Regions from separate parts of the Mus musculus genome. Here all the other regions are linked to region 5. Evidence: chromatin contacts called from public ChIA-PET, HiChIP or PLAC-seq and promoter capture Hi-C data. All regions are on one chromosome and are shown on one strand. The core of a region is the stretch at or near the end of the contact, and the rest is flanking DNA. Distances in the headings are between cores, read along the strand shown. Region 1 holds the start of Crmp1 (collapsin response mediator protein 1). Region 2 holds the start of Grpel1 (GrpE-like 1, mitochondrial). Region 3 holds the start of Tada2b (transcriptional adaptor 2B). Region 4 overlaps Gm1043 (predicted gene 1043). Region 5 holds the start of Man2b2 (mannosidase 2, alpha B2).

Region 1 (5,715 bases), core at 1,621-4,120, 410 kb before region 5:
TTCCCTGCCAATGAGCTCATTTCCTGCCTGCACAATCCCTCCACTGACCCTGTGGATAGACCCACTCCTCCACTTCCGGACTGCCAAGGGAGGTGAGGAACAGAAAAAACTCTGGACCCCGCTGGGGCCTTCCACCACATGGAGAAAACCAGTTACCTAGTCCACAGCAGGAGACCAAGAAGGGTTGTAGGCTGAAATAGAACAGCTTATATCCGGGAACACTGGCCTGTGATTTTTTTCCCCTTTTACAGATAGGAAACTGAAGCTTACAGAGATAAAATAGCATAAATTAGCTGCCATAGGGCAGCGTCACGAAGCGGGTTCTCTACTCATTAAGTCCTGCCTGTGCTCCAGCCCCTAAATTCTCCTTAATGACCGGAAGCTGCGGATGGCAGCAGCACACTTCTGTCTCCTGGATTCCTTTCCTCGCCAATAAATCATAGGTTCCGGTACCCGGGCATCCCCTGGGGTCAGCTAGGGGGTTCTGGGCAGGCAAGCTACAGAAAGGGGTTGGGCCACGTGCAAGTCAGAGGGAGGAGCCCTACTCGCTACTGGCCAAACAGATTGCTGCTCCCAAGCAGACTTTGCCGGTACAAAGCTTTACAGCCATCGGCCTCTGGCAACCACAAATGTTGCGCCTGCGCTGTTGGAACCCCTCCTCCCTCCCAAGAAAGAGCCTTATGGGCGGGGGAGGGGCCGGGCACTCTTTGCTGGAGTGGTTAAGGCTGACCCTATATCCCTAGACCTCTGCAACCCATGCCCTGAGATCTTCAGAAAGTAAATTACTCCATCCAGCGGGGCCGTGAATTCTTCTGCTCTAAGTCCCTACTATAGAGTGCTTTGGGAGGCCTCAGACACAGCCTTTTGTCAGGTCCCTAAGAAGCCAGGGAGAAAGGACAGAGGGGACCCGGGTGGGAAAAACACAGGAGCAGGTGAAGCAACTAGGGTCCAGAAACGCTAAGGAACATCTACCCGGTCGGCCATGGCGAAGCGGGAGACAAAGCTTGTGTGAATGACCCTGACCAGCGCCATGAAGCCAGAAGGACAGCTCCAGGCCAGTCACAAAGAGCACTCGCCTCCGTGGTATTCCCTTTGAGGGAAGCAGAGAACAGACTGCCACTCCCGGGTCTCAGATGAAGACATCTTAAAGAAGGTGAAACATCTCGACAGGTTCCAGGTGGCGTGGCTGGGTTTCTGAGACCTGAAGCCTTTGGTGGAGCTAGAGAGCCTGTTTCCCACGCGAGGTCGGACTACCAAGGAGGAGATAAAGGGATGGGGAACTGGACTCTGGCTAGTTCCCTGGTCCTCACCCCCGCCTCCAGCTCCCAGGCAGCAGATTCAGGACCATGGAGAGTTCCAGAGCAGGCGACAGAGCCGAAGCAAGAACACCGCCCTCAGACCAGCCCATTTTCTTCAAAACGCCTGTCCAGATTACAGTCCTGTTCAAACTCTTCCTCTGGGTTCACTTTCTCATAGTGTTAACGGAAAGGGCGAATTAATTAATTAAACCGAGAATGATGATAAAACTCCATAGCAAGCATTTATTGATCACTCTCGACCTGATTGAACTTAATTCTTGAAATGAGTCCACAGCTCTCTCTCCCCAGCCAGGGAACTTCTGGAGGGTGGGGCCAGGCTGCCGAGCCAGCCCAGCCCAGAGCTCAAGGGACAGCTTCCCAGAGCTGCTCCAACTTCTGTTTCCCAGACACGTGGCTCTGACCTCACCCACCCTGTCCAGGACTCTTCTGTCTGACCATCCGTATTCCCTGGTAAATTCCAACTTAGGGAAGAAAATCTCTAAAGCCCAAGCCCTGGTCATGTCTTTTCCTGAGGTCCCTCCTCACTTTCGGAAGTCGGGGAGTCCATACGCCTGGGTTCAAATCCCGGGTTCGCCTCCAATTTACACATCCAGGAGTGTCCTGGATGATTTCTTACTGCCCAGCATCTGAACCCTTAACCACATCGTCCCCCCAGGGAGGGGCGGGAGCAGCTGTATGAACAGAGTCATTCCGTGAACCTCTCCCAGAGCCAAGTGCAGCCTAAGCGTCCACGATCACTGGGTGAGCGGATAGATAGATGGAAGAAGACAGAGAATGCTCACCTTTTCACAGAACCCCAGAAGGTGAACGAGGCTTAAATTCACCTTACAGGTCCCTTAGCGGCAGCTGCAGCAACTTACTTCCCCTCTCAGAACCTGGCTTGGCTTTCTGAGGCTATGCTGGCCAACCCTGGCCTATCCTACAACCTCTCTGAACCTCTTGTAGGATGATGTGGGGGAGGGGCCGTAGCAGTCCCCCAGAACCTGGTGGCAGCGGGGCCCCCACACTCGCCCTCGCGCCACCCAAGCCCTGGGTCTCCAAGGGCCCCGCCCCCCACGTCCGGCCCACGTGCCCCGAGGGTACCTGGCCATTGTCCCGGCCGAGTGGCAGGTCGCGGGGCGCAGGACATCGGATGCGCAACGCTGGCGGTCTGTCATCGCGATCGCCTGGCGAACTGACAGCAGAGCCCGAGGGCTCGCTCACATCACTGGCCGTGTCTTCGCTGCCGCCGGGGCACGGCAGGCCCACGGCGTCGGGCCGGCCAGCGCTGCGTGGTGTGCGCGCGGAGCCGCGGCGGCCCACGCTGTAGGCGTCGAAGTCGATGGTCTTGTTCTCGTAGGCGCCCTCCACGGCGGCGAACATGCCGCCGTACTTCTGGCGCGGGGTCTGCGCCGCGCTGCCTGGCCGCGCCAGGTACACCGGCAGGTCGTCCTCCGTGTTCCACGCGCGCCGCCGCTCCGCCATCCCCGTCTCCGGCGGTCAGCTCTCGCCACCGCTGGCTCCGCGCTGAGCGCCTCGGTGCGGGCCCGCGGCGGCCCAAGCGCGACTGCGGTCGGGCAAAGAGGGAGGGAGGAAGGGCCGGGGCGTGGCCCGCGAGGGGCGTGGCCGGGGCGGGGCGGAGCCTACGGTGACCAAGACCAGCGCCACTGCCAGCTACAAAGGACCGTGGAGGCGGGGACAGCGGCCGGGGCGGGGAGGATGGTGACGTGCAGTAGCCGCAGCGCGGAGGGCGGGCGGCCGAGCCGCAGTGCCCTCCACGCACCCGGCTCTCCGCCTCTAGAAGGAGCGCAGGGCGCGGGCAGAGACGGGGTGGGGGCGGTGCGCGGGTGCACAACACACATACACACACGCACGTACACACGGTTAAGCTTCACCTCACAAACAAGAGTTGCACAGACATCAGCATGTCTGTACATGGTACATACACCCAAATCAGGTACCTCCGCGCTCCCTCCAGACAGCTAGCACACCATAGATACACACGCACACGCTCACACACGCTCGCGCGCGCACACCAGAGATTCCCTGTCAGGCAACCCCACGCACCACCAAAAATCATACAAAAATTAAATGATCTTAGATGCACAGTCAGAGGCATACACATCCAACTCCCCATTGGCTCACTCGACACTACTACACTGATTGCCTGATAGGATCTGGCACTAGTGTAGGTGCTGGGCACAGGACTAAGAGTAGAATGAAATCCCTGGTGTCAAGGGCCAGCTTCTAAAAGGTATGATAGAGAATGCAGCCTGCAGCACTCAGGAACAGAGGTTCCTATCCCATAGCAAGGAGGTCATGTTAGCATTACACTCCCAGACACTTGTCACTGAACCAATGACTCACACTCGTGCTGGATACACAGCCCAACAACATCTCAGGGTAAAGAATTTCCACACCACTACCAAAAGCAACCTCACAAAGGCTCCTTCACACACAGGCCTGTAGACTGCTGATAGGGAATTCGTGCACATCCCTACCAGACACGAGGGAAGGAAGAACTCTTGAACAGAACACTTAGGAAACAAATATGCAGGGATAGACACACAGGCAGTAGGCAATGACCCAGACGATAGCCTCCATCTATGGGCAGCTCCCACATCCTGAATACAGCCCACTCCAACTATGCCTGGAGCTTAATGTCTAGACTTGAGGGGCTTCTTTAACCAGGAAGAAGTATGGAGACTTGGGATCCCCTCATTTATTTATGACTTTCTAGCATAGGGGTTATGAGATTCCCTGGGGACCCAGGAATCTCAGCTGTGCTCTCTGGATGGAAGGCTCACAAGCTGCCAGCCCCCTAGGCAGACAAGTCCAAACTGGCAATCAGGATTGCTGGGGAACAGTAGGAAGCCGATTCAGCATCTGTCCCTTCAGTTAGCTTCCCCGGGCTAGGAGCTGTCCTTTCAGCACCCCACCAAAGGTCAGAGAAGTCTGTAGCCAACCTTGGAGAACTCCAGACAGACAGTAAACGTGACTGTTGAGACCTTAACCAGAGGACTCTGCCACATAGGAGGATCTGCGACATCAGCTGACACCTCACGCTCCCTCTGTGATTTAGCCAGTCTGCGCTGCAAGCAGGACGCTTCTGCTGTTGGGTTGAGGAAGCAGGAGAAGCAAACAGCTACCTCTCCATTCCATTTCATGTGGCTGCTCCTGTCTACCTGAGACCTCATGATTATCCAGTGTCAGTGGTCAGTTGGAAAGTTCCTTCCCTCCCCCCTTTATCTATACTTGCACACAGGGGCTAATGCTGAGCACACAGGAAAGTACAAAGTCCTTGTCCTCAGTGTCTATTCTAATTAAGTGCATGGTCTTCCACCCACCTCACCCATACCCTGGCTCTTCTATCCGCTTGTTCCTACATCCCATGAAGATTCAGTTCACCCAGGCATTCCTCTTGAAATAAGAAGAACTACACTGCAACCGTCCTCAATCTTTAATTGAAAACTCTGAAATACAATCCACAACATGTCCTGTGCTAGAAAAGCTGATGCTGAGGTCCACAGTGGGTTTATTCCAGAGCCTCACAAGGATTAATGGTGATTATATCCATATAGCATAGGTAGCTGGGTGTAGTCATGTACACCTTTATTCCTAGCACTCAGGAGACAAGCATATGTCTGTGAGTTTGAGGCCATCCTGGTCTGCATAATGAGCTTCAGGCCAATCAGAGTTACACAGTGAGACCCTGTATCAACAACAACAAAGATAACAGAGACTCCATATATCTGAGTTAGACAGGACTTTCAAAGCTCAAGCTTTCTACTCCATGCTACAGTCAACAATTTGGGGACACAGTCTCTCTCTAGACCTGCCAATAGTGATAGAAGCCTTATTGCTTTTTTAAAAATCCCAGGCCCAGAGAGATGACTTAGTAATTAAAAGCACCTGCTGCCTTGCAGAGGACCTGAATTCAGTTGTTAACACCCATGTACCATGGTTCACAACAATGTGTAACTCCAGACCCAGGAGATCTTACACCACCCTCTTCTGGCCTCTCCAGGTATCTGTGTACATATGCTCCCATGCATACGTTCTCACACTCACACACACACACACACACACACACACACACACAGCATACCATCACACAGGTGAATACATAAATAACAATGAAATAAATCTTTTAAAAGGAAGAAATGAAAGGCCTGGAGAGAGGAATTGGCCGTTAAGAAATCTTACTGCTCTTGCAGAGGAGCCAGGGCTCAGCTCCCAGCACCAACACAGAAACTTACGAATGACTCCGGTTCCAAAGGACATGACACCTTTTGGCCTCCATAGTCTCTCAAGTGCTTGTGATGCACAGAAACTCACAAAAACTCACACACATACAAAGGAAGGAAGGAAGGAAGGAAGGAAGGAAGGAAGGAAGGAAGGGAGGGAGGGAGGGAGG
Region 2 (5,779 bases), core at 217-2,716, 370 kb after region 5:
GAGAGTTGGGCTCAGTGGTTGAGAGCATGTTCCTCTTGTGGAAGACCTGACTTTGATTCCCAGCTAACAACTACCTAACTCTAAGAGTTCCAGGGTATCTGACACTTTTCTGAACTCTGAAGGCACTTGGCATACACATGGACATACACATACAAGCAAAACATCCACACACGTAAGTTTAAAAAAGAAAGATCAGTAATTAATTCTGAGAAGCAAAATTATGCTAAGAATATAAAAACCTACAAAATGTGAAGGCTGCCTTCACTATGAATTATTTCCACCCCTAGGAGTGACCACCACAGCCTTTCAGCAGATCAGTTTTGCTGTATAGATCCTTTCAGGGCAGGAATTCCTAGGGCTATGTCTCGGAGGAAAGAGGGAAGCCAAGCTTATGGGATACTGTGGAGTTATGACTTCCTACTAGAGCATCTTTCTTCAAAACCACAATTTCAGAGATAGACATGAACCAAGCTGGGGGATGGGACAGGGCCGGATGGGATGGGAAATGGGGGTTCTTTCCTGTCAACTCTAAACAGAGCACCACAAATAGGAAGTGCTTCCCCCGGAATACTTCAGACTCCTCCCTGCTTTGCACAACATAGACCTGTTTTCATCTTTTAGTCACAAGTACGAGATCATCCGCCTGCTCACTCTCACCCGCTGAAAAGGCCAGCTCCCGTTCACTCCGTTTCCATAAGACTCAGGCAAAGTCTCTCTTTTTTTAATCAACCAAAAACTTGGTCCTAGCAGGGAACAAGCTAAAGATACTGAGCCTAACTTTGGAGATGCGACTCAAAAACCTGAAGCCACGGGTAAAAGTAAAGATGGCAAAAATGGGCATTGTCTAAATAAACTGCACACACACTGGCTTTCTTGCTCCTTGGACCTCACATTCCGCGGAGGGCAAAAGTGGGGGAAGGAATGTGAGTGGAAAAAGCCCACAAACCAGGCAGTACACATCCTGGACTGGATTAGGGATTAGCAACCCCAGCCCCTGGTCGGGCGGGCTTCTGCCTGGCTGCCTGACCTTGGGCAAGTCTCCCGCTTCTAAGCTTGACTTTTGCAATTCCAGGAGGGGTGGTGCCCCTATGCCCGAGAGAGTGCCGTGTGTCACCAGACAAACAAATGGCGGAGCCTTCCACCTGACGCATCACCCAGATCCCCGCATTTACGCCCCAGCGTCCCCACTTCTCGTCTCTTGAGCCCAGTTCGCGCAGTGCCGCACAGTAAACACCAGGACAGCCGCGCGTTGAGAACAGGCACAGGGACTCGATGGTGAGGATGTGACTTCAGGGTGCACGGGCACCGCCTGCGGGGACCAGTCCTGCCGCTAAACCCCCCACCAGAGCTCTCGGCCGTGAGTGAGGCCGACGCAGAGGAGTGAAGCTCTCTTACCTGAACGACAGTGCCAAAGCCGGGAGGCTGCGGCGCGCCAGCCTCACACACCGAGCCGCCATGACTGCCCCCGAGGTCGCGTCACTGCGCCCACACTGAGCATGCGCGGACGCCCCTTACACCGGTTTTCCCACCTACTGCTGCTTTTTAGCTAATCCGTGACCGCTGTTGTTCTGATGGACAGACCATTTCCACCAATAATTACGAGTCATGACGGAATTCTGTTTCCTCCTTCTCCGGTGGGCGGAGACTGAGGCTTCTGGGAGCCCCGGAAGGTGAGGAGGTGAAAGGTGAGGTGGGAGGAGTGGAGGAAAATGGAGCTTCTGTGGGCGTGGTCGCGCCAGGGGACAGCCAATGAAGAGGAAGAGCGTCAGGGCGGGCAGAAGGCGGCGAGCGCTAGGCGGGGACCCGGGAACTCGTGCCAAGTGACTGGTGCTCGCTTTAGGCTCCTGCTACCTTCTGCGGGCGGAACGTGGGTGTCCCGGGAAGGGACGGACCCCATCTCTACTATGCCGCAAGCGCGTTGTGTCAACAGGCTGGCTGTGGACGGCCCGATGAGCGTTACTTGATTTTGTACTTTCGGCCACCTCCAATTTTCTCAGAACGCAACATAAGAAAAAAAAAAACTAACAGCAGTGTGTGCAGGAGAGCTTCGAAAATATGGGTGCTGATGTTTGGTCACTGCTATGGGGGAGGTCGCAGAGCTGAGAGTTGTCGGAGGACGTTTTCTGTCCTGTCTAGGTATGTGCAGCTTCTTCCTTCCTCCCCCCGGCTCCCGCAAATCTCGAGACAGAACGCTTCGTCCGTGGACTACGGCTTGTGTGTGCTCTCGGCGGATCTCTTGAGTTCTAGGCCAGCCTGGTCTACAGAGTGAGTTCCAGGTCAGCCAGAGCTACACAGAGAAATTTTGTCTCGTAAAACAAACCAAACCAAACCAACCAAACAAACAAACAAAAAAGGGACCAAAATTCTATTATTTAATTTCGCTCTTTTAAAAATCATTTCCCCAGCACATGCTGCCTTTTGCCCGCCGTGGGCGTGGGGCAGAGCATGTCCACACAAAAAGCACAGCTCTCACCTCATAGGAAATAAGTTTATTCTGGAGTCATTTATGAGTGACTGGCCCAGAAACAGTTTTAGGACACCTGTGTTCCAACGTGAAAACAGTTTCAGGACGTTTGCATAGTAGCAGAACAAAGAAAGCCACAACTCAAGACATAAAATATATTAGTGAAAACATTAAGTAGGTGATTATAGCAAACGGGAATCTCAGCTGTAGTCCGCAGATGCTATTTGATAGCAAGCTTAGCCCTTTGGTGGAGATTAGAGTTTTGTTACTGTGTTACCAAGATTTTAATCGTCTTTTCCTGCTGTTAGGTCTGACACTGAGTGGGGCAGGGAATCTATTTAATGAACTAAAGATAGCCCAAGATAAATTGTAACTAGGCTCTGCACCTGCAAGGTTCAGCATCTCCAGTCATTGAGGCTTTAATCCGTCAATTGGCCTTTGCAGACAGTTTCTTTCCAGGAATCCTGGTTCACTGGTGTTTTGTAGGACAAGTGACCTGATTTGTTAATTCATTAGGGCTGGGGTCGAGTAAGAGGAGAAGGGATACTTAGAGCACCAATGAAATCAAGAGACATAATTGGATTGAGTCTATGGCACTTGGTTGTGATGGAACAAACCAACCGTGAAAAGGGCAGGGGACTGGAGTGGGACGGGTATCAGATGGTTATTCAGTGCGCTGGCCCTTTTGTTAGGGAACAATATGGGCCAATGGGCAGAGCTCTGGATGGGAATATTTATGGTACATTGTCATATTGGCTGGCAAGGGCTTTAAAAAATACTCTAGTTTTAAAAGGTGAGGTTTCTTGTAAGACTGTGGGAAAGTGATGACATTGTTGAAGCCGGCGATGAATACCATGGGGCTTATACAGTTTCCTTTGAAACTTTCTGAAATAAGACTTAGACCTCCTGTGGCTTTCCCTGGCAGTAACACCAGGTCACCAGATTTCTTCTGTCCTGAACATGGTTCCTCTTAAATCTTGGGTCTTCTCATTTGCTGAAAGGCGTCAAAGAAATGAGAATGCCCGTGACCAGCACATCTGTAAGCAGAGACAGATGAAGAGTTAGAGCTGCTGTGTGTGGAGGTATGGGTCTTCCCAGGGGTGAGGACCCTGGGGACTCTGAATCCCTTCTCAAGCTGGGGTTCTCCTGCCAGGAGGCATACGGGCCTGTGCTGCCACCTGGCGACCCACTCAGGAACTACTTGAGTGGGGGCCATCTCCTGAGGTTACCATCTTAGGCAGTTCTGTAGTCCCCGTGAGGTCCAGAACTTCACCACCCACCCGGGCAGCAGTCTACACAAGGAGATGGAGCTGCCTGGAGAAAACACTTAGGTTAGCTCTCTGAGTTCACATTTAGCAGTTGTCATGGACGGCCCAGCAGAGACAGGGATGCTGGAAGATCAAATGAACACGTGGGGTGGCCCCAGAGAGGATGAAGTGGTGTTTACAAAGAAAGCCAGTCCTCAGAAGGTCCTGAAGATGGCCCCACAGCTTGACTGTGGGCGTGATATGCATTCCAGCATAATGTCTGCTGTGTGTCAGGTGCTTTAAGATGTCCTCTTATGGATCAGACCCAAGACTTGCTGGGCAGAAAAGTGGTTGGCCAGGTTAGGTGAATCACAGAAGAAGACAGGGCTCTTGAATATTCCTTTATATTGCCCAGCATGCACCACTGGGGTGGAAAGCAGAACCAGCGCTGACTCCAAACGTCCAAATGTCACTGCCTTCAGTGACATGGTGGTGGTGCCTCAGGTAAGGGGTGGCTCTTCATCCCCTCATGCAACTTGGAGTCGTCCAGTTTGGAAACATCTAGTATTGAGGGATGTGGGGGTTCACCTTCTTTACTACCCTGACTGGATTGGAATCACCTAGGGGAGACACGTGGGGGCATGTCTATGATACTATCACAGAGAACCCCCGGAGAGGTTGAACTGAGGGAAGATCCACTCTAAATGGGAGTGGCAGCATCCCGTGGACTGAAGCCAAGACGAGAATAAGAAAGCCTGCGGAGTACCCGCTGCTGTCTGTTGCCCTCTGCTTCCTCATCCTGGAAATGTGAGCGAGCAGCCTTGAGCTCCTGTCGGTGCCTCCCTCACCAGGATGGACTCTAACCCTCTTGAACCAAAATGAGCCCTTCTTCCCTTAGGGTGCTTCTTGCCAGCTGTTTTGTCACAGTAATGGAAGAGGTAACTAGGAAACTAGGAGTAGCAGGCAGTGCTCTAGATGGACTCCAAGGACCATCCCGCACCTTCCCCATCACTCAGTCAGACACTAGGTCTAGGTGCTTCTGGGCAGGAGCTTGCACTTGGTATCCATGTCCCAAGTCCATTGTTCTTGAGGTAGAGAGCGACTTGTAAGTTTGAGGTTTTAAGTCCTTTAAAAGCAGCCAGCAGTAAAGTTCAGGTGAAATTGGGAGAAAGCCTAGAGTCCCCATCACTGTCTGGAAGGTGGACAAGTGCTCCTAGAAGCAGAGAGGCAATCCCCAGCCTAAGCCAGTCAGAATATGAGCACTTCAGACCTGCTGCCTGGAAGAGTGGAAATAACCAACCTCTGGGCGGAGCCTGGGAGTGAGCCCTTCCCTGGGGCCTGCTGAGCTTTGGAGAGGAGAGCTGGTTTATCTCACAGAAGCTACAGCACTGCCTTCTCCCCATTTGTTATGCCCTTACAGTGGGCTTTGATGCAGAGCATGGAAATGTGTCTTACACCTTGGTTTCTTGGTTGCCCTTATGACCCCTGACTCATAGAAACTTGGCTTTCTCCACCCCACCCAGATACATGGGTTCCAAATGGAAAGAGATGCTCTTGGTAGGAAAAATACTACTGTGGGGAGGAGGCAAGGCTATGGATGATCAGGTTGCAGTCACCGGCTCCAGAGACTTCCTGTGAGGCCTTTTATTTGGGTTGGCAGATGCATGGGAGATGAGCAAACGCAACATTAGCCTCCATTTCCCTGGGAACATTTTGGTGATGGTGGCATCTGGATTCCTAGACACATTCAGGATAGTCACAGGAGTGGATGTCAAGTGGCCTTAGCTGGACCAAAGGAGAGTTGGGAGGTGCTAAAGTCCCAGGATCCTGACAAACCCATCTTATAAAGCTAGTGGGTGTGAGAGAAGGTTTGACTATAAAACTGGTTACATTGTCTGGCTGAATGGGCACCATGAACCTTCCCGTGTGGTGGTCAGATCAGTCAGAAAAATGTCAGAATTGGGAAAGTGCCATGGGCATACATAAGTGGGGAGGGGTCCTACACAATAGTGAGTGTTTACCATGGGAATGCTGGAAACTGACTCATGGGGTGACTTAAGGATGACAG
Region 3 (5,778 bases), core at 171-2,670, 350 kb after region 5:
CCTGGTCTGCTTCTCTTGGCACTGCTGCTTCAGCTCCCGTACCTCCTGACGGTACCACTCTAAGTCGTCTGCCTCTTGTTTCTTCAGTTCCTCCAGCATGGCCAGATAGCGCAAGTATGCTTGCTCTTTCTCGGGAGATTCGGGTTCAGCGCTCTTGTCCCCAGGTTCCGCCGCTGCTTCCAGCCCCTTCTTGCGTAGGGTCTCGTGAATCTTCTGCTGTAGGTACATGTTGTAGCGCTGATAACGGTTCCGCTCCACTAGCAGGGAGTGGTACTGTTCCACCAGCTCGCCGCGCAGTTGCTGCTCTTGCAGCTTCTGCATGTCCGCTGTCCACTCAAACTCTTCAGTGGACGCCCCTTTTTGTTTCTCCTCTTCCTTGGCCTCTCCAGGGTGAAGTTGCTCTTCTGTGCTTTTGTGTCGTTCTCGATCTGTCCCCTCGATCTCTTCACTGTCTCTCTTCTTCAGTGACTCCCTTGCTTTCTCTTTCGCAGCTTGTGGGCCTGGGGCAGCCCCCTCCTCAACAATTGTGGTCAGCGGTAGAGATGGCCGGAACCGTGACTCCTTCCTCTTCTCCCTCTTCCCCTTGCCCTTCGGCTTCTCTGGCCTGTCCCGTTCCTCTCCCTCATCCTCATCCTCATCCTCATCCTCGTCCTCGTCCTCGTCCTCATCCTCGTCCTCATCCTCGTCTTCGTCTTTGTCCTCTGGTTCCTTGGACTCCGGCTTGGTCTTGGGCTGGGTCTGTGGCAGACTCTCTGGCTCTCGGGACACGGCCTCGCCCGCGGTCTCAGCGGCCCCCGGACTTTCCGGGACCTCAACATGCGCGTAATCGATCCCCTCCGAATCCTTCGCTTTTGAGCTGTCCGACACCGGCTGGGTCTCGCTCTCAGGCTCCCGCCCTTGCGTCGGCTCCGGCTCTGGCTTCGGCTCTGGCTCCTGCTCTACAGGGTTGGCCGGAGTCAGAGGTTCGGAGCTAACCTTGATCTCGAGCGACTGCCTGGCCAGGCCTTCCTCGGCTCGGTCTTTGCCCTCGATGTCCCCGTAGTGGCTGTCCATTTTCGACCCGCCGGCCCCGCTCTGAGGCCGGCTGATGCCTGCTGTTAGGTTTCCCGGGGCAACCAGGGCGCGCGGTGGGCCCCGCGATTGGTCACCCGCCTTCCATTTCTCTCCACCTCCCGGCAATATTAGGCCAATGAAGATCTGCGAACAGGTGAAGGGAGGCGCTAATTGGACGCTGGTTCCCGAGAGGCGTGGCCCGCACGGCCTACTTCCGGTCCGCGCCCCGCCGGCTGACAGGCTTAGGGCGGGGCCTCGCGGCTCCTCCAGTCCATGAGGCCGCGGGAGGCGCCGGCGCGCAGGCGCAGAGCAAAGACTCGGCTGTCCGCGAGAGGGCGCGCGGGGGGCGCCTGCGCGATGCGGCGGGGAGACAGCGGCTGCGGCGGCGGCGGCCGGGCCGGGCCGGAGGGCGCCTGCGTGCTGAGGCGGGACGCGGCCCGCCTGGCCGGCTCCGGCGGCGCCTGGGCGGGGGCGGCCGTGGCAGCGGCCGGCAGCGGCACGGGCGCGGCGGGCGCAGCGAGCCCGGCAGGCGGCGGGGCGCTGACGGCCGGGGGCGCGGCGGCTGCGGGCCGGGCGGCGGGCGAGCGGGGGAAGATGGCGGAGCTGGGTAAGAAGTACTGCGTGTACTGCTTGGCCGAGGTGAGCCCGCTGCGCTTCCGCTGCACAGAGTGCCAGGACATCGAGCTGTGCCCCGAGTGCTTCTCGGCCGGCGCGGAGATCGGCCACCACCGCCGCTACCACGGCTACCAGCTGGTAGACGGCGGACGATTCACACTCTGGGGTCCTGAGGCGGAGGGCGGCTGGACCAGCCGCGAGGAGCAGCTGCTGCTGGACGCCATCGAGCAGTTCGGCTTCGGCAACTGGGTGAGCGGCGGGCTACGGCTAGAAGGGAGGGCATGGCTGGCTGGCTCGGTGTACGTTGCGGAGGGCCGCAGGTGGTCGGATGGTTGTGTCCGGAACGTGTTGGTCACCAGCGGTCACACAGCTGGTAGAGCAGGGCCTTGACCCATTGCCCCGACACGGAGCTGTCTGCCCTTCACACTCGTCCTCAAGAGGTGTGCATTGAACGCGGGTAGAGGGTAGGCCCTGTGCGTTGCCAGGCTTATCCTTGAGTCAGATGGCAGCAAGCTAGATCCCACTGTCCTTTGCTGAGTTCCCCTAGTACGGTTGTGTTCTCCTGGGCATAGTGGTGGGGAAGGCCAGAAGCCTGGGGCTGCCCGTCCCGCCTGCACTTAGTCTGCATTCAGGGCTTCGTGTGCTTTCTGTGGGTGTCAGCATGTGCCCTGTGCTAAGGTTCTCAATGAGTAGCAGTATCTTGTTTAAGTCTTAGTCTCCACAGCACCCAGGACATGGTGTGATGGGTGGACAGTAAAGAATGAACAAAGGCGTGTTCCTGAAGAGGCATGGATCCTGGGGTCTGCTTTCTAGCTGTCAGGTTTCTGTAGAGGTAGCTCACTGGTAGTAAGAGCCTTCATGTGTGCCAGCCAGATAGTGTGCTGGGCTCCTGGTTGTTCTCTGGCTGTCTCTAAGGAGCTCTCCTTTCTATTCCTCACCTATGTTAGGGATGAGATCTGGCTGCATTGTCACCATTGCCTCCAAGAATATGTCACATCTTCAAGCTTTCAGAGAAGCAGGGAGCTCGGCATGACCCTCTCCTGTCCAGACTCTTCCCTGGTATGTTAGGGCCCTCTGACCCTAGCTTCCCCGAGCTTCCCCTACTCCAACCCTACTGCCCTCCTGTTTCAGATCGTCGTAGAATGAGTGACCTTCTGGACCCACTTCCCCACTTAGGAAGGAGTCTACTCCACAGATGTCTTACCAGTGAGCAACACTGGCTCCTGCTCTCTAAAAACAATGGGTTACTTTGTCTCTAAGTGGTGTTTATTGGTGTGTATTGCGCATATGCTTTGTACAGATCAGGCAACATGAAGGACCTTGAAGAAGAGCCTCAGTGCTGAAAGTGTGGCATTCATATGCTCTGTTTCTGGAGCTTGTCGCATACCTGGTGATCCCTCTCTACCTGATTGCCTGTGAAGACTCACTTGTCCTCAGTTATACACAGAGCCAACCTAAAGCCATCAACCACATCCAATTGGTCAGTGGTCATGTATTGAAAAGATGTGCATAATGTAGCTACTGACCTACTCTTCTGGCCTGACCCATGATGGTGCTTACCTCTCGTGATCACTTCTCATGGTTTTACCGTTCTCTTCCTTCTGTTCTGTAACCCTTCTCACACATGAACATAGGGCATTTGGAGCATAAGCCGCATCTTGTTGGCCCTCAGCAACTTCAGTTCTGCTTCTTAGATTACACTCCAGTGCCTGCAGGGCCTGACAATGTCTATGGCTCTCTGTGAGCTCACGCGGAGTCCATTGATCATTTCCTTTCTTCTGCCTGAGGTGTTCTCACCTCAGTCAAGACTACTGACTGATCTCTGGCCTGCGTGTCACTGCTTCTGAGAGCCTTTCTTTCCTCACACCAGTCCTCTAGCACTTATTTCCAGAGGAGACACTGAAAAGAGTGAGAGTGTTAGTCTCAGCACTGCGCTTGCTTTAGCTCTTGAAATCTGGGCTGTATTTAGGGAACCCTGCAGAAGAATATAAGAGCCAGAGGTCAGGAGGACACCAGGAGAACAAGGCCCTCTAAATGAGCTGAGCAAAGCTCCGATGAACTCAGATGAACAGAGGCTGAAGCAGCAAGCACAGGGCCAGCATGGGTCTGGGCCAGCATGGGGCGGCACCACGTCCTCTATGTATATAGTTTTCTTTTCAGTTTAGTATTTTTATGGGACTTGCAAGTGTGAACGAGTGGGTCTCTGATTCTTATGCCCTTTCACTTGCTTCTGTTGGTTTGTCTTGTCCAACTTCAGTGTTTTGGCTTTGTTCTATCTTACTTTGTTAAAAAGGAAATGCAAGCCCGGTCTGTAGAGTCTGTAGTGTAGCTCAGCTAGTGTTTGTGCCCATTTGTGCAGCGCAGTCAGAAGCCCAGCACTCAGGAACTAAAACACGGAAAATGTGGATGAACAGACAGGCTGGGGAAGGCCTCTTCTGAAGCAGCTCTTTCAGGCTTGAAGGCCAGAGGAGCTTGTTCAGGGGGCAGGTTCTCATGAGGCCCAGTCTCAGCGCTGGAAGAAGTAAAGACCAAGGGGAAGAGCCTTGGGGCTTGACTGCCTGTGTGTGCATGGACTGCTGCTACCTGCTGAAGCAGCAGGAGTCTCAGGGTCAAGCAGAGAGATGCAACCACTGAGCCTTCACTCAGGAATAGGAGGCTCTGTGACCCCTTGTGTATGTGCTCTCTTAGGCCAGTTGCTTTACTCCTCTGCGCCTTTGTTTTCTCCACCAGAGGCACTATAGCTTGGATATGTGGCTCTTTTCTGAGCTTGTAGCCTACTTCACTGAAGCAGGTCTCAGTTTGAATCTGTGTAGAGCCTGTGCCAGCTCTGTTGTACCCTTTATGTATATATCATATGACTTGCACAAGTAGCACTGTGGGGGTGAATTTATGTTCTTAGTTTGCAGTTGAAAGATGGCAACTGTGAGAATATAAGCTACTTGTGAAGAATTCCATAGCTTTGCCCGTGATGGCTAGGTGTGATTATAATTTGGGTCTCTGCTACAGCACTAAGAGCATTAAGTAATGTAGTTGACACCAGAAGTTTACTGGTACAGTTGGAGGTGTGGTACCACCAGAAGGCTTTCCACCAGCCCTGGCTGGAACCTGTACTACAGAGAAGTCACAGAGGGGCTCATACCATAGAAGGGAGGTTGACTGAGAGAAGAGGTGGCCCTCAGCAACACACACAGGTCAGGCCTACCCAGGTGCCTAGAGGCTCCAGACAGCTGCTCCGTGGTGGGCTCTGGAACCCATGAGAACAAGCATGCAGACATTCAGAGCTTCAGAATAATCCAAGCTTTGGTAGATGAGTCACCAATTTTGTTTCTTGGCTCTAAAGACGCTGGACTGTTACAGAAGAGGCAGTTTGAGAGGACCAGCTCCTCTACGGGGCCATCCACCCGGGGAAAGTGGGGTTCATGCCAGCTTATGTGGTTTTGAATGTAGTAAGAGGAACCAACGGAGAAGATTCTTGTCCCTAGGGACAGATGGGGCACCCTGGGTAGCACATCTACACTCAGGCTAAAACATGTGCCAGGTGCTAGACAGAGTTGTGGTAAGGGTGTTAAGGCTGATGCCCATTGCCTGGTGCCAGGCCTCAAGGCAGGTGTGTTGTACTATTCCCTTATTCCTCTGACTGTTCCACACTCTAAGGCAGATGCCCCCATCCCCCTCTTTACTGTAGCCAACTGTACTAAAATGTGAGCTCAGCTAGAATCTGGGCCCAGGTCTTTGTGGCCCATGCCTCGTTGGATCACTGACAGCATAGTACAGACCTGCTGGTGCCAGGTACCAGCCCAGGTACTGTCTTGTCATCTATAGGATCTCCCAGGCTTTAGGACCATCGTTCTTTTCACCAGGGTGGAAGACGTTCAGAGTTAGTAGCAGGAGTGAGTCGTCAGCCTATGTGTCTGACAAGATTGGTAAACATGATAAGGATAGACTAGAGGAGGAAAAATCCTGGGTAATTAAACAGCTTGGGGGTCACATAGAGCACTAACTCCCAATTGTTAGCTGAATCAGACTAACCAGGGGAGAGTACTTAAACACAGAAGAGGCTGGAGCAGTGCCCAAGGAAATGAGGTCTTAGGGTTGTCCAATACTCAGAAG
Region 4 (5,328 bases), core at 1,610-4,109, 330 kb before region 5:
TGTGTGAGTACATTCTTGCTGCTCTCTGGCTCGTGCTCAGCTTGCTTTCTTAGACAGCTCAGGATCTGCCCAGGGATGGCACTGCCCACGCTGGGCTGGACCCTCCACACCCATCATCACAGACCGTTCCTCACAGACATGTAATGACAATGGAGAAGCATGTGAAAAGGACTGATAGCTCCCTGGGCTCCCCAACACCCCCTCCTCCCACTAATGCAATTAGTGGCTTGCATGTCACCCTCACCGTTCATCTGCCACCACACTACAAGCATCTCCACTGCAGGACTGTCCCTGACTTCCCTGGGAATCCCAGATGTACAGAGAGCAAGGCTCGAAACACCCTTACAATGTCTCCTCAGAGGAACCACATGTCCCAGTGCAGAGACACAGCCTGTACCCTGCTTCTCTGAAGACTCCCCTAGGGTTGAGAGGCTAAGACCACGTGAGCCAAGGGTTCAGTTTAACTTGAGTCTGCCTCCAGTAGTCAGGGGAAAGGTGAGAGTGACTCCAGGCTGGCCCACTGGTACCCAAGGGCTAAGTTGAGCTGAGCTGGACTTTCCACTTTACATTTTTGTCTCAGTGAATACCATGTCATGTACCCTAGTTGTCCCATAGTTGCCCACTGTCAGACACACACACACACACACACACACACACACACACAAAGACACAGCTGAACAAAACCCGAGAAACAACACCCCCTTTAGTGGGTGCCTTGCCTGTTCAAGTTGAGTTCACATCCCATGAATGGTCTGCACCCTGCAATCTTAAGACCCCACTAAGCTGTGCCCCTGAAGCCTGGAAGCTGGGTGCCCAGGCATCATTGGGTACCTACTGCAGAGGTGTGGGTCCATCTGCTATATATTCCTTCTGCAATATGGCCTGCATCACCTGTCCCCTGAAAAGTGTCTTACGATAGATAAGAATGGCCAGTGCAGATGACATTAAAAGATGCCCCCTTCTTTGAGTGTTCTATGTGCATGGACCCATTTAGCTCATATAACCACCTGAGAGGTGGGTAGCATATTCCCATTTTACATATGAGGAAGCAGGCCCAGGGAGGTTGTGTCACTTGTCCAATGTCACACAGACAATTCAGCAGGATAACTAGGGTTTGCCTCCGCCCTGAACCACTCACTTCTTCTTGGTGGGGCTGTTTCTTATGCTCTGCCTCCCTACTCCCCAAAGCTTTAGCTGCCTTCCTTGTTTCTGCAATGGCCCCTCTGGAGTTCCCGCTGTACCTGCCAGCCTTTCCCTCCCTACATATACAGCTTTTCCTGGCTCTCCACAGCAGAGTGTTGGTCTGCCTCATTCCCACCCTTCAAATACCTTTCCCAGAAGGTCTGGGAAGTTTTATCCCCAGTTCCCTGAGTGTCTTTCTCCTGCCACACCCACAGCATACCCAAGTCCCTCCTCCACCCAAGAACGGGTTCTTATCTTCCCCCTGTCCCCACCTGCACACAGCAATTTGAAGAGAGAAACCTGCACTGCCCACTTCCTGACCTCAAGGACCCAGGCATGAGAAAGATACCAACACCCAAGCTTCCCCGGGAGGCCTAGGAGGCAGGCAGGGAGAGGTCAGACAGAGAAACTGAGGCCCAGGCTGATCACACGACCAGGCACTGGGAAGGGATACGAACCTGGCTGACCAGTGTCCCCTTCAGTGCCTGCAGCTGCTCCTGGACGCGGATTGTGGCACTTCTTTCCTCGGCCACACAGGCACTCAGCTGTTCCACCTTCAAGAGAAGCCTCCTTTCTGACAGCTCCAGCTCCTGGACCCTGCGGGAAGAGAAGCAGGAGACACTCAGGATAGAAAGTAAAGACTGAGTGTCCAAGCCACCATGTAAACCCCACCACCACCACTCCTGTTCAGCCGCCCGTCTAAGGGTTTCATTGTCAACCGCCCACATACTTCATCAGCTAGGACTTAAGCTACGTAGCCCAGACTGGTCTCAAAGTCATGGTGATTCACTTCCCGCTTTCCTGCCACTGGATGGCCAGGTTGAGCCACCAACCCAGTCATATCTATCTCATTAGAGAGTCTCTGTCCTACCTCAAAGGGCTGGGAAGATAGCTTAGTGGGAAGATAGCTTAGCTGGGAAGAGCGTTTGTTCAGTGAACATGAGGACCTTAGTTCAAATCCCCCAGCACCCACATAAAAGCCATCCCTGTAACAGAGACAGACAGACCTTAGGACTTTATTGCTCATCCTGCCTAGGCAAGATGTGAGCTTCCAGGCAATTAGGTGGAGAGTTATGGAGGAAGACACGCTCATGTCCTGTCTGGGCCTCTCCATGGATGCAGATGGATGTTGCATGGATAACCATACTACATACGTGTGTATACACACACACACACACACACACACACACACACACCAGCATCACTTACCACAAAATTCAATCCTATGTGTTTCTCAGCCCTACATGATGAGCGAGAGACACTGAGGGGAGGCCGACCAGCCAGGAGCTTCTATTTTTCTTTTCTTTTCTTTTCTTTTCTTTTCTTTTCTTTTCTTTTCTTTTCTTTTCTTTTCTTTTCTTTTCTTTTTCTACCATCAGACCAGTGGTTGCAACTTAAGCATCCTTCAGGTCATATATTTCACACAAGAGAAAACTGAGGACCTGAGAAGCAATTATTTCCCAGGGTAGCACAGAATTGTGGATTCTAGGCTGACTTTTAACCCTATTCACTGTTGCCTCCCATTCTGGCTCCAAACTTGCACACATCTCCTAAGGAAATGACTGAGAGTCAAAAGGTGTCTGTGATAAAAACAGAAACCATGGTCATGTCTGTGTGGCTTGCGCTTGCACAGGAGATGCTGGGAACAGCCTGTAGGACTGACACGGAGTGGCTGAGCCATGCAGGGCTTCGTGCTGCATGACGAGACTCTAGAGACTGTGCCTAGCCAGGAGGGGACAAACCCTGACTGCAAACAAAGGAAGTGACATAAGCAGGATGCCCCCACCAGAAGAACCACAAGACGAGAAGTTTCCTTCTCCTGTTCAGTGCTAGCCTTGCCTTCATGCTAGGTAACGTTAGCCGGAGATATCCCTCTATCTAACACCTCTAAGACCAGCCAGACCAGCCAGTGGCCTTCACCTCCATCTCAGACCCTGATCCACTGGGAGGGGCGGGCTCTGTCTTTACCAGCCATTGAAGCCTAGCTGGGTTACATCTATGACCCTCAGATTTTCCTCTGTAAGATACAGGCTCTGCTCACTGGGTTTTGTTAAGATAAAAGAGTATGCTCTTGCTCTTTAAGACCTGGCCAAGGGTTTCCTCTCCTCGGGGAGTCCCTCTATCCCTCCTGAATAGGTCCTCTCAAGCTAATGAGTGAGGAGGTGAACTGGTGCCTTCTCACTGCTTTTGAGATGCACTGAGAGTTGAAAAGGAAAAAGGAAGCCGTTCTCTTTATTTGGGGGAGCAACCTGTGCCCTGACCAGAGAAGACAGTCTGCTTCTGACTCAGTGCAGTGCAGTAGCCAAGCTGTGGTCCCAGATACACCCAGATCCTGGTCCCTGCAGGAAGGGTGTCGCCCTTCACTTGTCCAGAAGGCTGCAGAGCAGGTGAAGTCAAGTCCGTGAGAGGAGACGACAACTGGTCTCCAGCTAGTCAGAAGGAGGCCAGGGTGGAGCTGACTGTGGAGCAGAAAGCCACAGCAGCACGAAGGCACCTGGCTTGCTACAGCTCTGAAGTGGGCTAGGAGACGAGGAGGGGTGCTCAGCTCAGGAGCAGGAATCAAGCAGCTAGGAATCACAGTTCCAAGGGTGTCTGGGTGTCACCCTACTAACAATTTGAGCTAAGCCTGAATCCTAATTTCCAGCCTCCAGGGCTGTTAACCAACCATACCTGGGTTCCTGTTTGATTGTCTGTCTGTCTCTCTGCCTGCCAGCCTGCCTGCCTGCCTGTTTGTTTGTTTGCTTTAGAAACACTATGTGAGTGCAGGTGCATATGCATGTGTGAAACCAGAGGTGGACATGGGGTGTCTTCCTCAACCACCCTACTCTTTCTTTCTTTCTTTCTTTCTTTCTTTCTTTCTTTCTTTCTTTCTTTCTTTCTTTTTTCTTTCTTTCTTTCTTTCTCTCTCTCTCTATTTATTTATTTATTTATTTATTTATTTATTTATTTATTTAGAGACAGAACCTCCTACTGAGCAAGAAGCTCACTGGTTGTTTGAGCTGGCCAGTGCACTCCACTGATCCCCTATCTCTGACTCACAACACTGTGGTTCCAGGTGTGTACCACCCCTGGCTTTTACTTGGGTGTTGCAGGATCTAAACGCAGGTCCTATTGTTTCTACATTGGGCACCTCCAAGATGGAGCCATGTCTTTAGGCTGTTTTTAAGCCACCAAGTCTCGTGGATGCATGCCTATAACCTCAGCACCCTGGAGAGAAAGACAAAAGGATGGAGAGTTAAGGCCATCCAGGGCTAGAGCGAGAGTCAGAGGCCAGCACCAGCTTGAAGTCCTGTCTCCAATCCCACCATGCTACTCCCAAGAAAAGGAACCAAGTTTGTGCCATTTGTCATGGCAGCATAGGACACCCATACTCACAGGACCCTGAAAAGGGCAAGGGGTGGGTTTGTTTGTTTGTTTGTTTGTTTTTTGTTTTGTTTTGTTTTTCTCTCTACAATAATCACACGAGGCTTGTCAGCATGGTGTCACAGAGAGTACTGTGAATCTAAGATGCTCTGCCGTGAATATATGGGCCCACAGTGGTCACAGGCTAGACTCCTGGTACCTGGAATACAGCTCTGAGGGATGTATAGGCACAGTGAAACACCATCCCCAGCCTTGGTGTCTCCTTCATAAAACAAGCAGAATGTTCACCATGAACACCTGCTGAGGGCTTAGGTCTCACTCAGAGCGAGAGGGTGACAAGTACCCCATGTGACTTTGCTATACTAGGTCAGAAATGACTGTGAAGCACAGTTTGGTGAGATGGGAGAAGGTTTTTTTTTCTAATCCATTTTCTAACAACTCAGTTGTGTATGTTTTATCCATTTCTTTGAATTAGCTAATTAACCTCATTTTTTTTTGAGACAAGAACTGACTCTATAGCCAAGGCTGGCCTGTGACTCACAGCAATCCTCCTAGCTCAAGCTCCTAAGTGGGATTCCAGCTATGAGCTTCCTCGCCCAACTCTGCATTATTTCCATAATAATAATTTTTAAAACTTTGGCATGTTAACACTTTTCTATTTATTTTTTTTTTTAATTTCGTGGAGGCCAGGTGAGCAGTACATGTGTGGTAGTCAGGTGACAGTTTTGCAGGGTTGACTCTGTCCTTCCACCATGAGGGTCCTAGGAATTGAACTCATGTCAC
Region 5 (5,271 bases), core at 509-3,008:
GGTACCTAGGCCTCCATATTTGTTGAGCTATCCCTGAAGTCAGAATTCACCACCTGCTTCAGTTCGGGGATATTCTCACCTCCAGAGCAGACGTCAGTGCTCTGGGGAAGCAGTGAAGCATGTTGGTGCTCCCAGAGATGAGTAACGAGGAACTGAGCTCAGATCCCAGCAACCATGTAAAAGCTGGGTACCGTGTTGAGAATCTGTAGCCCCAACACAGGAGGCAGAGACAGGAGGCCCCTGGAGCGACTGTCTGGTCAACTTAGCCAATCAGAGAACTCCAGGTCCAGTGAGACATGGTATTTCAAAACACAAGGTACAGCGTGATATAGGAAGATACTCAGCATCAACCTCTGACTTCCACACACATGCACACAGCATGTACATACACCACACAAAAAATAAAACACGGTACAACATTCTAGCTTACGACAATCCAAACATACACTAATGTGATGCTCATATGTTGAGAAATTATGGAAGGAAAATATTAAATATTTGTTTTTGAGAGTAAACCATTGTTTCTGTAACAGCATAGATGTTGTCTATTTGCTGAAAAACAACGCAATTCACAGCATATCTGAACCAAAATGTTCTGGGTGGTGTTTGCTGCATAGAGTGTCAGCCTTCACAGTGCAAAGCGCTAGTGCCATGTGTTCAGATCCAAGGTGGCAGTGACATCATCTGAAGTACCATGAGTGAGCACCGCCAGAAATACCTCCGATTCTTTAGGTTTGAGTGTGTTACTAGACATTCGAAAACTTTACCGTTGCCAAAATTTTTGCAGCCCCACATATGTGGTCACAACACACATAATTTAAGAAGCTATGATTGGGCTGGAGAGATGGCATAGCAGTTGACAGCGCTGGTTGCTCTTCTAGTGGACCCAGGTCCCATCCATAGAACCCTTGTGGTGGTCCACATCCCATTGGCTAACATTTGTCATGCAAAGGAGGCTGGGAAATGTAGTCCACCTGAGTCCTAAAGCGGTGGCCGCACAAGTTGGTAAATGGCTGCCCACTTCTTCATGGAAAGGTCTGACCTCTTGTGGAATCTAGAGGTCTCAGGTCCGTGGACAGGATAGAGAGGGATCTGAGCTTGCTCAAAGAACAGCTTGGGTTTTGGTCGCATTTGCTGAAGGGCAAGTGACAAAACAGGCTAGTCAGAGTCACACCTCTGGCCCCACCACAGCCCAGAAAACCCCAAACTATAGACCACCTGCTGGCCACGGAGGAGCTACAGAGGTGATTCAGGGAACTGCTCTCTTACCAATTGTAAAGTCACCAGTTTTAATTGGCTGAGAGATGGGGACTTCATTCATTTAGATCCCATGTCCCTAGCAACTCATGCCTCCTCTATTATCACATCCCATTTTATGGGGATCAAAGAGATTAAACATCTGCCCCAGCTCACCATCCAAGACCCCAGATTTGATTCTGAACCTACCAACCCTGACCCTTTCGTCGCTGTGTCTGTAAAAAGCCAGTTTCGCTTCCTTAAAATGAACTAAAAAATTTCAAGTCAAGCCACCCTGAGGCTAGAGGTCTGCGTCGGAGAGCGTGTTATCCTGGAAGGTTTCCCTCTGTGTAGACAACAGCGGTCTCCAAGTCTGGAGGTAGTGGCCTTGAGCTGCAAGACCACCATATAGGGACGAAAGCTGCAATACACACTCTAGCCGACAAGGGGCGCCGTACCACACAAAGCTCGTGCCCTGCCCGTGGCTGGCAGCGCTCGCGCATTCCTGCCGACAGGCGGCGCCGCGGGTCCCGGACCCGGAAGTGGACCGCTCTACCCAGGACCCGCTGCCCTGGCAGCGTCCCACTGCCCAGCAATGGGGCCGCTGCGCTGGCTGCCGCTACTCGGCCAGCTGTTGCTGTTGTGGCCGCGGGCAGCTCAGCCCGCCGGCCCGATCCGGGCCTTCGTGGTGCCCCACAGTCACATGGACGTGGGCTGGGTCTTCACGGTCCAGGTAAGTTGGAGCGTTCCTGAGCTCCTTGCACAGTAACTGCCTCCTGCGGAGTGCACCCGACCCAGCCGGGAAGAGAGGCGACCTGGGCTGCAGCACCCCACCCCACCCCCCAGCCTGATCCCCTGCAGTCTGAGCCTCAGCCTCGGGCTGGCCACTTCCTGCCTCGGAGTCCTGATGGCATCTATCTTATTAGACGGTCCCTGCAAAAGTTAAGGCAGAGGAGTGTGTCCCCAAAGTGTGGATTGACAGGTAGCCAGTCTCAGGAATAAGCCTGGAGTACCTTGGGTGGGGTAGGTTTCCAAGCAGGTGGATGTCAGCTGACTACAGGCAACTGGGCTGGCCCTCTGTGGTGCTGACATGAGGGCTAGCCAGTTCAGCTTCCTCTTCACACTCCTACCCAGCCAGATAAGCTTGGTATGGGGCCTGTAACCTCGAGGTTCTTTCTGTTCAAGACCTTGGACAGAGCGGGCAGGGAGAGGCTTTCTGTCCACTGGCTCAGGTTCCTTGTCTATAAAGAGAAAGTGGTGATTCCTGCCACATACCCCTAGGTCTGAGTACACTGGAGGTGTTAGGCACCAGGGTACTTGGTCTCTTGTACTTCTCTTTGGTCCTTTGGACTCATCACCACCCTTGGGGCTGTTGTGATGGCTTCTGCCTCCCCAGGAAAGCATGAGAGCCTATGCAGCCAATGTCTACACTACCGTGGTGGCGGAACTGGTCCGCGGAGGGCAGCGGCGCTTCATCGCCGTGGAGCAGGAGTTCTTCCGGCTGTGGTGGGACGGTGTGGCCTCTGAGCAGCAGAAACAGCAGGTAAGGTGGGGACAGGAGTGTCAGGACATGGGTCCCTAAGGTATCCGAAGTGTGAGAGGAAAGTTCCAGGAGGAGACTAGATAGGGAGTTCCAGATGTGCTCAGGAACATGCTAGCTGTAAAGACAAAACAACAACAACAACAAAAACTAGGCTTGTGGTCAGGGCCACTGCCCATAGACAGGGTGACGTCATCTTTCTGTCTGTTCTTGGTAGGGGACCGGACATACCCCTAAGCTAGGCTAGCATTTCTCCCAAAAGGCAACAGGAATTGGTGCTTAATCAACACCCAGGTGAACTTTGTCCCCTCCCCTATCTGCACACACTGACTCTCCCCTGCCCCTGGCTGGCCGTGTTTGGAACCCCTGTGGCTCTGTGACAGCTTAGTGTCACACAGTACAGAGAATGTGGGCAGGCTGGTGCCTGATCCTGCCACTGGCATCTGTAAGCATGGCTTTCTCTTCTATAAGACAAGATAGCCTGCTCCCCGCCCTCAGACAGCTCATGCCAAGGATTCTGAAGAGACACTTGGGGCTTGCCATTGGCATGTACCAGCTCTGGGGGATTGTTGCATAGACTTACAGGTATAGCCTGGCAGCTACCTCAAGGGTTTATAGTTTATGAATAAACAGGTATGGTTCAGAAACAGGGCTGTCTGACTTTAGAGCCTGCCTCTTCCAATGGGGTCTGTCTCCAACCCTCTGTGAAGGGTGTGGCTTTTGTGTAAAGCCCTAGGTAGGAGTCTACTAGTGCAGTTCCCTGGAGCCCAGGATTTTGTCCGCTGGGAATCCCCAATAGCTAGACACCTCCCCATATGTAATCGGTGCCTTGGGGTAAGCCACCTATAGATTCCACCTTCAGCACACAAGCCAAAAGTAACATAAGACCACTCACCCTCATGCCCAGACTTTTCTCTACCAACCCCTAAATTCACTTACCTAACATACATTCACCAGCAAGACCACACTGAACCCCACATAACAAGGCCTGTCTCCCTCTAAATTGTCAAGCCCCCAAAAAAGACAGGATGAGGAGTTGCTCCTGAATTAAAGGAGCTGAATGAAAGATGACCATTTACGGGGACATGGGGTCCCAGGTTGAATGGTGTGCCAGAAAGGGACTGGCGGGGCAGCCCGAGAGGTTCACAGAGAGCCTGGCGTTGCACAGCAGTCTTAGTATTCTGTTTCCTAGTCATGATGATAGTACTAGGCTTACCATCATCCTCATTCCTCTGGACCAACCACACAAAAGTGCTCAGAGTGAAGCAGGCTGCAGCCGGTTCACCGGAAGTGCTTCAGACAAAATAGAGTCAGGGAATAGACGTGGAAGTGTTCGCTCAAGAGAACCCAAAAATGAGGCCGATGAGTGAGTCTGGGGAGGGGTGTGAGGAAGCACTCCGTTCTGTTCCTTCAGCTTTTTAAAAAAGTTATTTGAAAATTAAAATCACATTTACATGTCCTGACCATGGCCTAGATCCAGGTCTCCGATAGCTGCCGTGGGCTATGTGCCTCTGAGTTCTGGGGACATGCTATGAACCAAGACAGGGTCCTCCTGCCTTTGTGGAGTGAGCCAGGATGAGGTGTTTCATGAGGGTCCTTGGGAAGTGCTGCAGGCTTGGGACCTGTGACCTGACTGTCTTCTTCTGCCTGCCCATGACCAGGTCCGCCAGCTCCTGCATGAAGGACGCCTGGAGTTTGTTCTCGGAGGCCAAGTCATGCATGATGAGGCTGTGACCCACCTGGATGACCAGATCTTACAGCTCACAGGTTTGGACGCTGTGCTCAATTCTTTATCGTTGCTGATAAGTAGCTGAGAAAAACAGCCAAACTGTTGGCTTGGCCTATAGTTTCTGAGGGTTCAGCCTACAGTCCCTGGCTCTGTTGACGGTGGGCCTGTGGTGAGGTCAAACAGCAGCTGAACCATGTGGATAAGGACACTGTTGATTTCGTGGTGGATAGGAAGGAACCAGAGATAACGTGGACCTGCCCCAATGGCGTACATCCCCCAATAGGCCCTACATCCTGAAATTTCCAGTACCTTCTCATGGGAGCAAGCCCCAGTCCATGTGTCTGTGTGGGATACTTCCTATTCAAGCCAAGCCACAGTGGCCACTCTGCCTGTCACTCAGAGGCCTGGAGTGGGTAGAAGTATATGTCTAGCCTCCATGTCCTGACTTCTGCCTGCTTCTCCAAGCTGAGCATAAAGGGAAACAGTGATCTTCTAGGTCTGCAGGGGTTTGAGTAGAGGGGCTAAGAACCAGACCCAGAGTCAGGAGTTCTAGGACCATCATGGCCCCATGGACCTGTGGCCTTGGGCAAAAGCTGTACCATCAAGCTCCAGCCTCTTCACTGAGAGATGAGTTTGATATTCTTGAGAGAAATAAGTCGGGATAATTCACAGGAAGTACTTTAAGTAGAATATATGTTTTCCTAAGAAATACCCAGTAAACGTTATCTGCCTTCACCACCACCATCACCATCATGACCACCATCAC

The links. ChIA-PET counts read pairs in DNA pulled down with a chosen protein or histone mark. HiChIP or PLAC-seq counts read pairs in DNA pulled down with a chosen protein or histone mark. Capture Hi-C pulls out chosen DNA fragments and counts their contacts.
Region 1: an H3K4me3 HiChIP or PLAC-seq map of forebrain shows a contact between it and region 5, with 4 times the contacts expected there. The contact joins the promoter of Crmp1 here to the promoter of Man2b2 in region 5. A contact is called at or near these places in 7 of 39 promoter capture datasets (cranial neural crest, embryonic stem cells, frontonasal cranial neural crest and 4 more), 1 of 15 datasets of contacts at CTCF or cohesin (embryonic stem cells), 2 of 115 datasets of contacts at active chromatin or transcription factors (astrocytes and forebrain) and 1 of 9 other capture datasets (embryonic stem cells).
Region 2: a contact with region 5 is called in a promoter capture Hi-C map of liver, with 3 times the contacts expected there. The contact joins the promoter of Grpel1 here to the promoter of Man2b2 in region 5. A contact is called at or near these places in 17 of 39 promoter capture datasets (the 3T3-L1 cell line, 3T3-L1-derived adipocytes, the C10 cell line and 11 more), 2 of 15 datasets of contacts at CTCF or cohesin (the NIH/3T3 cell line and embryonic stem cells), 21 of 484 Hi-C or Micro-C datasets (B cells, CD4 T cells, the G1E-ER4 cell line and 11 more), 9 of 115 datasets of contacts at active chromatin or transcription factors (the 230-238 cell line, T-cell acute lymphoblastic leukemia, bone marrow-derived macrophages and 4 more) and 2 of 9 other capture datasets (adipose tissue and liver).
Region 3: a contact with region 5 is called in a promoter capture Hi-C map of liver, with 2.2 times the contacts expected there. The contact joins the promoter of Tada2b here to the promoter of Man2b2 in region 5. A contact is called at or near these places in 5 of 39 promoter capture datasets (erythroid cells, frontonasal cranial neural crest, liver and 2 more), 2 of 484 Hi-C or Micro-C datasets (peritoneal macrophages and pro-B cells), 2 of 115 datasets of contacts at active chromatin or transcription factors (bone marrow-derived macrophages and memory CD8 T cells) and 2 of 9 other capture datasets (adipose tissue and liver).
Region 4: an RNA polymerase II ChIA-PET map of memory CD8 T cells shows a contact between it and region 5, with 11 read pairs. The contact joins the enhancer-like site here to the promoter of Man2b2 in region 5. A contact is called at or near these places in 6 of 39 promoter capture datasets (cranial neural crest, embryonic stem cells, hippocampal neurons and 2 more), 1 of 15 datasets of contacts at CTCF or cohesin (embryonic stem cells), 9 of 484 Hi-C or Micro-C datasets (embryonic stem cells and olfactory sensory neurons), 8 of 115 datasets of contacts at active chromatin or transcription factors (embryonic basal ganglia, embryonic hindbrain, embryonic stem cells and 3 more) and 1 of 9 other capture datasets (embryonic stem cells).

The regions. Positions count from the first base shown.
Region 1 is chr5:37,239,213-37,244,927 of GRCm38.p6, reverse strand. It overlaps Crmp1 (collapsin response mediator protein 1), which reads right to left and starts at 2,870. Exons shown (of 14, transcript NM_001136058.2): 1 at 2,403-2,870. The coding sequence starts at 2,783.
Region 2 is chr5:36,460,872-36,466,650 of GRCm38.p6, reverse strand. It overlaps Grpel1 (GrpE-like 1, mitochondrial), which reads right to left and starts at 1,466. Exons shown (of 4, transcript NM_024478.2): 1 at 1,396-1,466. The coding sequence starts at 1,457. 2210406O10Rik (RIKEN cDNA 2210406O10 gene) reads left to right here and starts at 1,797. Exons shown (of 3, transcript NR_126488.1): 1 at 1,797-2,136.
Region 3 is chr5:36,479,927-36,485,704 of GRCm38.p6, reverse strand. It overlaps Tada2b (transcriptional adaptor 2B), which reads left to right and starts at 1,420. Exons shown (of 2, transcript NM_001170454.1): 1 at 1,420-1,917. The coding sequence starts at 1,648. It overlaps Ccdc96 (coiled-coil domain containing 96), which reads right to left and starts at 1,117. Exons shown (of 1, transcript NM_025725.3): 1 at 1-1,117. The coding sequence starts at 1,053.
Region 4 is chr5:37,156,197-37,161,524 of GRCm38.p6, reverse strand. Gm1043 (predicted gene 1043) reads right to left here. Exons shown (of 14, transcript NM_001370827.1): 3 at 1,641-1,779. Among named protein-coding and RNA genes, the nearest start is that of Gm1043, 5.7 kb to the right of the region's middle. Within about 2 kb of position 2,859, at least 9 of the 459 cell types and tissues checked have an H3K27ac peak or open chromatin away from gene starts, as enhancers often do. A contact at or near this core is called in memory CD8 T cells, where this site is marked.
Region 5 is chr5:36,827,136-36,832,406 of GRCm38.p6, reverse strand. Man2b2 (mannosidase 2, alpha B2) reads left to right here and starts at 1,758. Exons shown (of 19, transcript NM_008550.2): 1 at 1,758-1,969; 2 at 2,633-2,779; 3 at 4,438-4,543. The coding sequence starts at 1,832.